Linked DNA regions of Mus musculus: region 1 is linked to region 2. A link is a contact called in public Hi-C data. All regions are on one chromosome and are shown on one strand. Each heading gives the region's core, a stretch centred on a gene start, on an enhancer-like site or on the middle of the called end of the contact. The rest is flanking DNA. Distances are from core to core; before and after follow the strand shown.

Region 1 (5,867 bases), core at 251-2,750, 340 kb after region 2:
GGAGGAGCTAGAGAAAGTACCCAAGGAGCTGAAGGGGTCTGCAACTCTATAAGTGGAACAACAATATGAACTAACCAGTACCCCCAGAACTCGTGTCTCTAGCTGCATATGTATCAGAAGATGGCCTAGTCGGCCATCATTGGAAAGAGAGGCCCATCGGTCTTGCAAACTTTATATGCCCCAGTACAGGGGAACACCAGGGCCAAGAAGTGGGAGTGGGGGGGGGGGGTAGGGGAGTGGTGGGGGGAGGGTATGGGTGGAGTTTTGGGATAGCATTGGAAATGTAAATGAAGAAAATATCTAATAAAAATGAAAAAAAGTATTCACTGCTCTTTAATTTTGATAATTCTGATGCAGACATGAAATTGTCTTTTTAGACCAAGATTACATCCTGGCTGTCACTGTTTATCCTTAAGAGAAGAGCCTGGATATTGTTAAATTAGACAAATGGCATTACATTCTTTAATTGAAAACTAAAGATCCTTAGACTACAAAGAAGTCAGCTGACTCTGCCTATATCACTTGTTCATGAAACTTACTAGTAATCTTCAGAATAATAATTGATGTGAATTTGGAATGAATCTTGGATTTAATATTCAGCATGCATAACCTTAGAACTGCGAAGCTAAATTATATATGCTATTATGTATTCTCTATTATGCAAACCAGTAAAATATTTTTGTCTTCTAACTACTCCGTGAAAGAATGCTGTTCACTGGGAATCTTTGGCTATTTACTCTCAGAGGCTATTTTCCTCTCGCTGAAGCTTACTCCCCCTCCCCTGTTTGCAGCACTTTAATAATGTGAAGGGTTTCCCTCCAGAAAACCAGTGAAGCAAACAAAAGCTTCATGGAGCCCTACTGAGCGAATGAAAACACATCACATTAATTCAGTCTCCTCCTGGTGCCCTCCTTCTATCAACTATGGACAGTTAAAAAATAATCAAAACTTCAAACAGGAGAATACATATACATGGAGATTTGAGAGTTTTTCTTTTCCTTTTCTTTTACATGTGCTCAACCAAACCGTTCTGAAAGCTGCTGGAGCTTTCTGACATCACTGAGCCCTTTTCTGTGAGTCACTGAATTGCTGAAGCCCAGAAAATCTAATTTAGTTTAGGTCTGTTTGATAATGTAATAACACAGTAAAATGTGATTCACCAATTAGCTCATGTAATTGAATAATCAAAAACATGCTCTGAGTAAGTCATTGAGGCATAGTCCATCACCCTTGTGGTTCTATATATTTTTTTCTGATTACAATTGCAGGTACATCTTCCATCAATGATGATTCTCATGAAAAAGAATTGACAAATATCTGTGGTTGTAGATCAGTAGCGTACTTAGCTTCATTACTCATTGTTTTCTCTTTGCTGTTTCATCAGCTCCCTCTTGACCAAGTTCTACATTGAGGAAAGGGACTGGCTATCCAGTCCCTGCCTCCATAGAGCACTTAGTCTCATGTACTATATTTAAATTGTGTAAGGATGGAACCAAACTGACATTAGCATCTTAAAGAAATCTCAATTCCATAGCTGGATGATTCCTACAGTCTAATGGTACTGCTGAGATATACTTTAGGGAGGAATAAAAGCAATAGACAACTTGAGAGGTTTTCCTCTGAAATTTTAATTGGGTAAGAAAAAATCTGTAGTAGATAAAAATAGGAACTGAACATTCGGCAGATCATTTTACAGCATTTCCTCATAATTCTCTATGCACATCTGTTGAAACGTAGGTGCCTGGCTATATTCAAAATGTATTCCTCTTTGTACATTTAAATCCACTAAAGGGTTGGTTAGGTTGTTGGAACGATTTCTAATAAGGAATTTCAAAATGTATCCTACTTTATTTATTTATTCCTTCTGAAGTCTTTGAACATGTTTTCATGGTCCATGGCTTCCCAACAAGCAAAGTGAAGGGTAGTTGGGATATGTTATTTGGACTTGAGTCACTGAAGACATGCGATTTCTTAGCTGACTTGGTTTATTGAATGTAGTTTTGCTCCTCAAGAGAAAGGAGAAAAATGAGGATCAGAAGGAAAAAGAAGTGGGCAGAAGAGGAATAGAATAAAGGAGGAGGAGATGGGGAGAGGAGAGTAGTTTTGCACTGTCTTAATTTTTTTAGAGCAATATATCTTTTTTAAATTTTATTTATTTTTATTAGATATTTTCTTCATTTACATTTCAAATGCTATTCCCAAAGCCCCTATACCCTCCCCCCACCATGCTCCCCAACCCACCCACTCCAGCTTCTTGGCCCTGGCATTCCCCCTGTACTGGGGCATATAATCTTCGAAAGACCAAGGGCCTCTTCTCCCAATGATGGCCGACTAGGCCATCCTCTGCTACATATGCAGCTAGAGACACAGCTCTGTGGGGGGGGGGGGGCTACTGGTTAGTTCATATTGTTGTTCCTCCTATAGGGGTTGCAGACCCCTTTAGCTCCTTGGGTATTTTCTCTAGCTCCTTCATTAGGGGCCCTGTGTTCCATCCAATAGATGACTGTAAGCATCCACTTCTGTATTTTGCACTGTCTTTTCAAAGGTCATACTTTAGCTTTTATTGATAAGATTTAAACTGATGTTAGCAAGCAATTTTCTTTGTAGTTATATGATTACCCCTATATGATTTGTTGTTCATAAACTCACAATGCATATTTTCTATTGTCCCTCACATAAAAAGGAAACAAGTAGTAACATTCTTTTTTTTTATTTCATTTACATTTTATTTAAAGAAAAACAAAGTTAGTAACAAATATGAAACATATCCAAATTTAATATACTAGCAACAAAAATAAAACCCTTAACATGATTAGGTTAAAATGTGTAACTATACAATTTGTGAACTTGACACTTTCAACATTAATTATATGGAATATTAATTAACTGCGTCCATATTTTCTATTTTATTAGTTGTCTGTATTTTATTTTGCATCTGATTATATTTAGTGAAATAATTAAATTATCTATTCTTTTTACCTAAATTAGCTTTATTACTATGAAAATATTTTACATTAGCTTGCATTCTTAGTATTTTAAATTTAACTGCTATTCTTTGTATATTTAAAATGCATTATTGCATACAACTTATTAAATTTCATTATGTAATTCATATTTTAAAGTTTTACAATAAAGTATCTAAAACCTTATATCTATCTTTCCTCATAATGTTTTTCTGTTTATTGCTCTGCATTATTCTTGTGGTTGATGCTTAGTAAACCAAGTAATATATACTTAACTTTAGATATCTTTAATCAAGTAATTCATTTAAAATGCCAAATGCTTGTATTTTGGGATCATGAATAGTTTTTATAATTTTGCTAAAAGTTATTTTTATAACACTAAAAAAACCATTATGATTTACTTTCAAAGTATAGATTGGATTCCATCCCTATAGCACCTGTGAAAACATTTCCTTTTATTTCTTTTAATATAAGCAAACATTTCTGTTAATGTAAAACATCAATTGAAACGTTTTTATATGATTTGAGCCACCATAAACAATAAGATAACTTTTTCATTTTTATTTTGCTCATTCACATTTAACAATAACCTCTAAACAAATTATCTTGGTATGTTTCCACTAAGAGGACTGTTCTTAAGAGGACTTGTGATGGTAGTTATGTTTAATTCCATTTCGATTAGTGAGAACATTTTTCTTGAGATACAGAGACAAAGTTTGGAGCTGAGATGAAAGGATGGACCATGTAGAGACTGCCATATCCAGGGATCCACCCCATAATCAGCAACCAAATGCTGACACCATTGCATACACTAGCAAGATTTTATCGAAAGGACCCAGATGTAGCTGTCTCTTGTGAGACTATGCCAGGGCCTAGCAAACACAGAAGTGGATGCTCACAGTCAGCTATTGGATGGATCACAGGGCTCCCAATGGAGGAGCTAGAGAAAGTACCCAAGGAGCTAAAGGGATCTGCAACCCTATACGTGGAACAATATTATGAACTAACCAGTACCCCGGAGCTCTTGACTCTAGCTGCATATGTATCAGAAGATGGCCTAGTCGGCCATCACTGGAAAGAGAGGCCCATTGGACACGCAAACTTTATATGCCCCAGTACAGGGGAACGCCAGGGCCAAAAAGGGGGAGTGGGTGGGTAGGGGAGTGGCGGTGGGTGGGTATGGGGGACTTTTGGTATAGCATTGGAAATGTAAATGAGCTAAATACCTAATAAAAATGGGAAAAAAAGTAGTAACATTCTTAAGGGATGGAATGATCGTTAATTATTTTTGTAGCACTTCATTTTATTTGGGGAAAAATATAATCAAAAGTACATCATAAAGTAGATCTTACTTTTGGTATAGCATTGGAAATGTAAATGAGCTAAATACCTAATAAAAAATGGAAAAAAAAATAAAGTAGATCTTCTGGAAGGACGGGTGCATGTCCCCACCCCTGTAGTTCCCCATCACTTTTAAGTGTCGAATATCATATTCAAAATGCATTAGTAATTCTCACCCTCTTTTCTCCCTATTACTTAGGTCAATGGAACAGAAATTGAATATGAATTTGAAGAAATTACATTGGAGAGGGTAAGAAAAATTTAAAATCCTTAACTTTGTATTCTACCTTCTAGGTGTAATTTGTTGTCTTGTGAAAATGCAAAATTGAATTTCTTAACCCAAGACGCTGTGCCAGATTTACAGGGAGAGTATTAGTGGAATTCTTGCAGTAGAGAGCATGGGGATAAAAGATTGCATAACCAAAATGTTCAACTTGTAAATTATGTGGCCAGGACTCTGGGAGATGAATGGGGAAGGCAGAAATGGCCCCGGAGCTTCTGCAGCTCTATTCTGAATGCTTTTCTATTAATGATGATTTGGCAGTAGATTTTAATGACGTACTACAGGATGTTCTCCACCGTGTAATACTGATGTAATCTGACAGACAGCTACCACACATCTTCTATTTCAATAATGAGAGGAGTAATAAACTTCAAACCCATCCACAAAGGCAGATGCACAGCCTCCCTGCAGAGCTCTGAAAACTATGTGGGAAGGACCTTGAAAATGACTTCTGACAAATAAAGGGAACTCTGCCACACAGCCCTAATGTATTTGCATAGTTTACAAAACACAAAAGAAATGTCAAAGACCATCTAGGAAAAGACAATGTCAGAAAGCATTATCAGGATACTTATATCTGTCTAATGGTGAGGGTAAAAGTGCTTACTTACCCCCATTAGGAAATGAAGGAGCATGAATAGTTAGGGACCTAATTGGCAAATATTTCAAAGGAGTTGTAATTTCCAGTGACAATGACCAGTCCCCAAAATTAGTTAATTTGGAAATAGGGATCAAAAAACTTGGTTTTAAAAAAAGCACAGCTTTAGCACAATTACATTCATAAGAGTAGACATATCTCACAACTGCTCATATTTACACTATTTAAAACAGTGAAGGATTAAAATTATGTTTACTGCTTTATTATATAACCACATAATATTAATCATATTAAATTTAAATACTATTTCTAACAGTGAAGGCTTAAAATATGTTTACTATGTTATTATATACTCATATAATATTAATCATATCAAATTTAAATACAAGTAATTGTTAAGTTATATTTCAATATCATTTTAGAATACTTTATAATTCCAAGAATACAAAGCATATCTCAATTGCATTAAACAATTTTAAAATCATTTAATGTAGTTTTAAAACACAATCAAATATTAATTAAATCAAACTGAAAAAATTTCCAAAACTCTTCATAAAAATTTTTAAAAGTTTTGAAGTGATCTTTTCTTTAAAAAATAAAAGAGAGGGAAAGTTAAACATTGGAGAAAAGTGGTAGACCTCCACAGTCTGGTTGAAGCTTCTCACCAGCTGAGAATAAAGGA
Region 2 (5,323 bases), core at 1,894-4,393:
AATATTTTTAAATAGAAAATTATTTGTGTGTGTGTGTGATATAAAAAATGCATGATAGTGAAAGTGGAAGTCACATGTTCCCTGTTTCAAAGGAGCTACATGTATGTTGTATGCTGATTCAACACAAGTACTGCTCCAGTGTCTGTTCCCTAGGCTAGCTGACTTGCCAAAAGTTTTCTGAAGGAATAGGATTTGTTGCTTGTGAGCTGAGTAAACATTGAGTATATTAGGGTTTCTTGCCAGTTTTGGATCAAAGGTAAGCACATGTCAAATATGTTCAAGAAGGGCTTATTAAAGTCATGTTAACATATAGGCCAGCAAGATGGACCAGTACATAGAAGTGCCTGTTACCAAAACTAAATGAGTCTCATCCCCAGGACCAACATGGTGGAAAGAAAGAACTGACTCCTGCAAGGAGTCTTCTGCCCTTCATGCATGTGTCATGTCCTATTCCTGTCTAAATAAGTACCTAAATAGGCACTTATAATGAATTCCATTTGTATACATAACACTTAGGAAAATAGCCTTCCAGGGTGGCCATCAATGGCTAATCAGCAGTTGGATACATATGGAAGACTAGGACACTTATGAGATTCAGCTTGAAATAATAACTGAACATCAGGGCCAGTACTGTAGAGATTTTCTATTTTCAACCCTTCTTAATGTATGTGAATGAATTTATTCAGTATAATAAATAGCTATATTGGTGGTCTAAGTTTCTGGTGAACCATAAGATCCCTATTTGACCATCTTTTAATTACAAATAAGTAACACAAAAATTTAAAATAGCCTTTTAAAAATGAGGATTAATTTCTTGCTGAAGAGCATTGATAGCTAACGTGCTGCTGTCCCCTCAACACCTAGTAGCATTGCCCTGTGCCTGCTCCTTGAGAATATCTTCAAAGACCCCATCTGAATGCCTGAAGTACTGTATTTACTGGGATTTTCTGTACATAGTACTTACGATGAAGTTTAACTTACAAATCAGGCAAATTAGGAGGCAAAAAAAAAAAAAACTAATAAAATAGAGCACGTATCACATATTTGTTATAAAATACATTACCAAGTCCACAGCAGCTTTTTGTAATAAAATTGTCAGCATCATTACTTTTGTGGCTTGGGGCCATTATTAAGCAGAATAATGGTTATTGGAACATAAGTGCTACAATTCTAGGGCAGGCAATCTGATAAATAGGTGCGACTGAGTGACTAAATGGACACATAGCCATCAGTGCAGGGATGATGTGGTTCGTTCTGTAATACGCTTCTTTTTCAGTGCAGGGCAGTGGGGTGGGAGGAGATGTTATGGGTAAGGACTGATGTCCTCAGTGTAAGTATGTCAGCTGAATAGTAATTAGACAGCCCTGAGTCCAGATTCTTCATTTGTGCCCTGAATATAATAATAAACACACTTAGAAAGTCATTAAAATAAAGGAGGCTGTTGCTTATCAGCTTATTAAAGTCCCCCCTTTCCCCCATCTGTACCAGATCCCAATGGCTAACTCTTTTCCAGCCTCTGGTTTCTCTGTCCTCCATTTTCCTTTGTTAATTCTCACTCTTTAGAACAACCAGTAAGGAGGGAGCAGCAACATAGCACAGAAGAGAGGCAATGAGCTAACAGTCAGTGTGTGAGTCTCTCAAGGACCAGTATGATCAGAAGGTAGGCACAACAACAGAATTGCCATTGAAAAAAACAAAGGGAAGACATGGTTCTGCATTGCTGCAGAATGTAGCAATGGGAACTGAGACGTTCACTTCAGCGAGAGTGGCAGACAAAGAGGGTTCTTCCAGAGAGGAATGACCAGGCTTGGGATAGGGTTAAACCAGGCCAGATGTGAAGATGAAATCCTGGCATATATGGAAGCCTGTCTCATAGCTAGAGGTGAGGTGGAAAGAAGCATAGAAAGGCCAAAAATAAAAGAAGAAAGAGATAGAGAGGGAGAGGGAGGGAGGGATCAAGAGAAGAGGGGCGAGAACAAAGGAGGGAGGAAGAAGGGAAGGAAGGCTACAAAACCCAACAACCATGCGAACTCAGTAGACTATCATAACGATGAAACAGGTAAGCGATAGGATTTGGAACGATACATGGAACATTTTTAAGTTATTGGCCCTTAGAGAAATTAAAAATTATGTTCTTTTTGTCAAATAAAACTTACAATCTATACCAAAAATTTGCATACAATTTCAGGGAGAAATGGATTACAGGAAGCCATTTATGGACTCTGAGAACCAGAGTGGAGGTTAAGAATATCTGGAGGGAATGAATTTCAAGTTCCCTTCCATCCCTGAGAATTTACGATTCTCATTTCTCTGGCTCAAGCTTTTCGCCTGGTTAAGGAATTTTTTTCCCCTTCTCTAAAAGAAACACTTTGTAAATGTCAGAAAAATAAAAAATTGCATTCCCAACTCTTTGTCTGCACAAAGTATGTTCAGCTTTACAGCAGACCTTAACAGCAAAGATCAACAGGCTAGAGCAGGTTCAGGGCAGAGGACCTGGGCACACAGTTTCTCTGCAACCAGAGCCTCTCTCTGGGCCTGTTCCCTTTCTCTCTGTTTTCCATGTATTGTCCAAGGCAATTTTCTCTTTATTAGTTAGTGTCTGAAGCCTTTACAGGTGATACAAACCAAGAGCAGTGACAGCCTGCATCTTTAAATTTGGGGTTTAACTACCTTAGGATTGTTTCCTTTATGTTGAATAAAAGCCTCATCCCAGTAAAGATCTGCTTTCAAATTAGCCCCATCAACCTCCTAAAATCATGATGCAGTTTCCATAGGTTCCCAACACACAGGACTTCCAGTATGTGAAGAGACTGATCATAGAAATGTCAGGTATAAAAGTGAACACTAGATCTTTATTTTTTTTTCCATTAGGGTCGCAGAGGTGCACTTGAATTGGATTCATCTTTTCTCTGTACCATTAAAGATATTGACAGATTCTGAGTTGCTAGGTCTGAAATTTTGAGGATAGCTAGCTTATAACATTGCCTTTCTGCTCCAGGGCAGGGTGAGCTGTTTATAAATCAAGCTGCAAAAATGATGAATTGGAAGTCTCCAGTTCAATTAGCTTAATGTGGGAAGGAGGCTTTCCAGGTTGTGCAGGCTCTGTTTTACTCATGCTCTGAGGAGACTAGTCTATGAAATGTGGCTGAGTACTAACGTCTGAGTCTCAGAGAAATGAAGTTGGTATTTTTCACCCTAGCGCCCAGTGTCATCTTGTATTTCATGGCGCTGGGTTGGGTCCAGAGCCACCGAGTGACGCTCCTCATAGGGATTTATGTTGCAGCCAGCTTTTCCTTGTTGTCGTCCTGCATTCTGACTGTGCTGAGAAAGTAGCCTAATAGGAACGCTGCTGGCACCTGGTGATTTAATTGGGGGTAAAAGTCCCAGCAATTTAAGGGGGAATAAAAGCAGGAAACAGAACCGTTTTCCTGTCAAATAAATGCTCACATGAAATGGGCCCTTGTGAAGCAGATAATGACAGACTGGAGAGCTTACCACATGCCCATCCCACTTCAGGAGTGATGTTTCTGTAAAGAACTGATTATGGAGTTGTTTGAGGTTTTTTTTTTTTTTTTTTTTTTTTTGTCTTGTTTTGTTTTTGTTTTGTTTTTAGACACCTGGGTAATGTTTATGTGAAAGAAAGCATTTTGGATTTAAGTATATTTTGTATGGAATGTTCATTTTTTTTCTATTGCTGTGTTTTAATACTCATGACAAACAACCACTCTACTTTTCCCTCCTGTCAGTCCTCCTATCGTCTTCTATACTTTAGAACTTTGGATATATTTATAAAGCCTGATGTATTTACCACTTATAACATACTGCTGTAAAGGGTAGCCACTTGTGGAATGACTAACTCTAGCCAATTAACATGTGTGTTGCTTTCTATGATTAACATTTTCATGGTAAGAATTCTTCCCAATCTACTTTCCTAGACATTTTAATAGCATGATATATTATTAATTATAATCATTTTGTTATCCAATAGATCTGTTGCACTTATTCCTATTATGCAAATGTAATTTTGCCTCCCTTGGCCAACATCTTTCTAGCTTTGAGCCTTACCCCAAACACCAGGGTTTCTGGTAACTGCTCCTACCTGCTCTGACTCTGTAAGGTAAACCATTTCAAAGGCTGTAGATGAGATAAGAATGCTTTGCCTTTCTGTGCATGGTTTATATTAGTAAAATAATGGCTCTCAGGTTCATCAGTATATTTGAAAATAACAAAATGTTCTTCTTAATGAATGGATGGTAGTCCATTGTATATATAATATATATTATTTCTTTGTGATCCAAGCATGAATTGAAAGGCATTAGATTGATTTCATACCATATCTATTGTGACTAACACAGCAAAACATGTATGTGCAAACATCTCTTAGACATAGTGATTTTCTTTTCTTTGGACAAATAATTCAGAGTGGAATTGGAGTGCCGTTTAGCAGTTCTAGTGTTTATGGGTTGAAGACCCTCTAAACTATTTTCCATATCATTTTGTTAATTTACATTTTCAGTACAAATTTGCATTTGTATTGCACTATTTTACATTTCCACATTATATTTCCACTTCAACGGTCTGCTTCCAAGACATTTGTACTAGCATTTACCCTTTAACTTTGTTCTATCTAGGCTGACTGAATTCAGGCCCTCAAGTATACTAGGAAGGGTTCCATGACTGGGTTACATCTTCTCTTGCCTAATATCTTAACAATAGCCCCTTTGCTTTGAAAAGTTGGGATATGACAGGATTGCCACTTGTGTATCATCTGTAAAGAAATGACTTCTCAAGTATTGTATTCATTTTTAAAATGAGGTTATTCATTTCCTTGATAATAAATAATAATTCCTTATGGATTTTGGATATTAAGTCCTTGTTTTTCTCTCCAGCCTGATGATTGCTTCTCTTTTGTGTGGGAGCTGTTAGGGTGATATGGCTACATTTTCATAGCTTTGCTTTTGTTGTCTATGCCTTTGGGGTCATATGAAAAAAATCCAAGAAATGTTCACCAAGAAAAATTTCACAAAGTGTGTGTGTGTGTATGTGTGTGTTTTCTTGAAGTAGCTTTTGAGTTTAAGGTCTTTAGTCAAGCTTTTATTCGTGTACTGTGGAGTTTTCAAGATGGTTTAGGATAAGGGTCAATGTTTATTCTTTGGCAAATTGATATCTGTATTTCCCACACCATCTTTGAAGACTGTTCTTTCCCCATTGTAAGTTCTTGGCACATTTTTCCAAACATTATTTGGCTATAACTGTGCTTCAGGGTTCGTTACTCTGCTCCTCTGGTCTGTATCTGTTTTCATGCCAGTGTCATAATCTTTCA

Evidence for each region. Hi-C and Micro-C count contacts between places; a contact is called where the count stands out from the background.
Region 1: a Hi-C map of the N1E-115 cell line shows a contact between it and region 2, with 8 times the contacts expected there. The contact joins two enhancer-like sites. A contact is called at or near these places in 2 of 484 Hi-C or Micro-C datasets (the N1E-115 cell line and cortical neurons).

The regions. Positions count from the first base shown.
Region 1 is chr7:91,805,976-91,811,842 of GRCm38.p6, forward strand. It overlaps Dlg2 (discs large MAGUK scaffold protein 2), which reads left to right. Exons shown (of 23, transcript NM_011807.3): 4 at 4,504-4,554. Among named protein-coding and RNA genes, the nearest start is that of Gm32353, 150 kb to the right of the region's middle. Within about 2 kb of position 1,501, at least 4 of the 459 cell types and tissues checked have an H3K27ac peak or open chromatin away from gene starts, as enhancers often do. A contact at or near this core is called in the N1E-115 cell line, where this site is marked.
Region 2 is chr7:91,460,283-91,465,605 of GRCm38.p6, forward strand. All of the region lies in intron 2 of Dlg2 (discs large MAGUK scaffold protein 2), which reads left to right. Among named protein-coding and RNA genes, the nearest start is that of Gm24552, 220 kb to the left of the region's middle. Within about 2 kb of position 3,144, at least 2 of the 459 cell types and tissues checked have an H3K27ac peak or open chromatin away from gene starts, as enhancers often do. A contact at or near this core is called in the N1E-115 cell line, where this site is marked.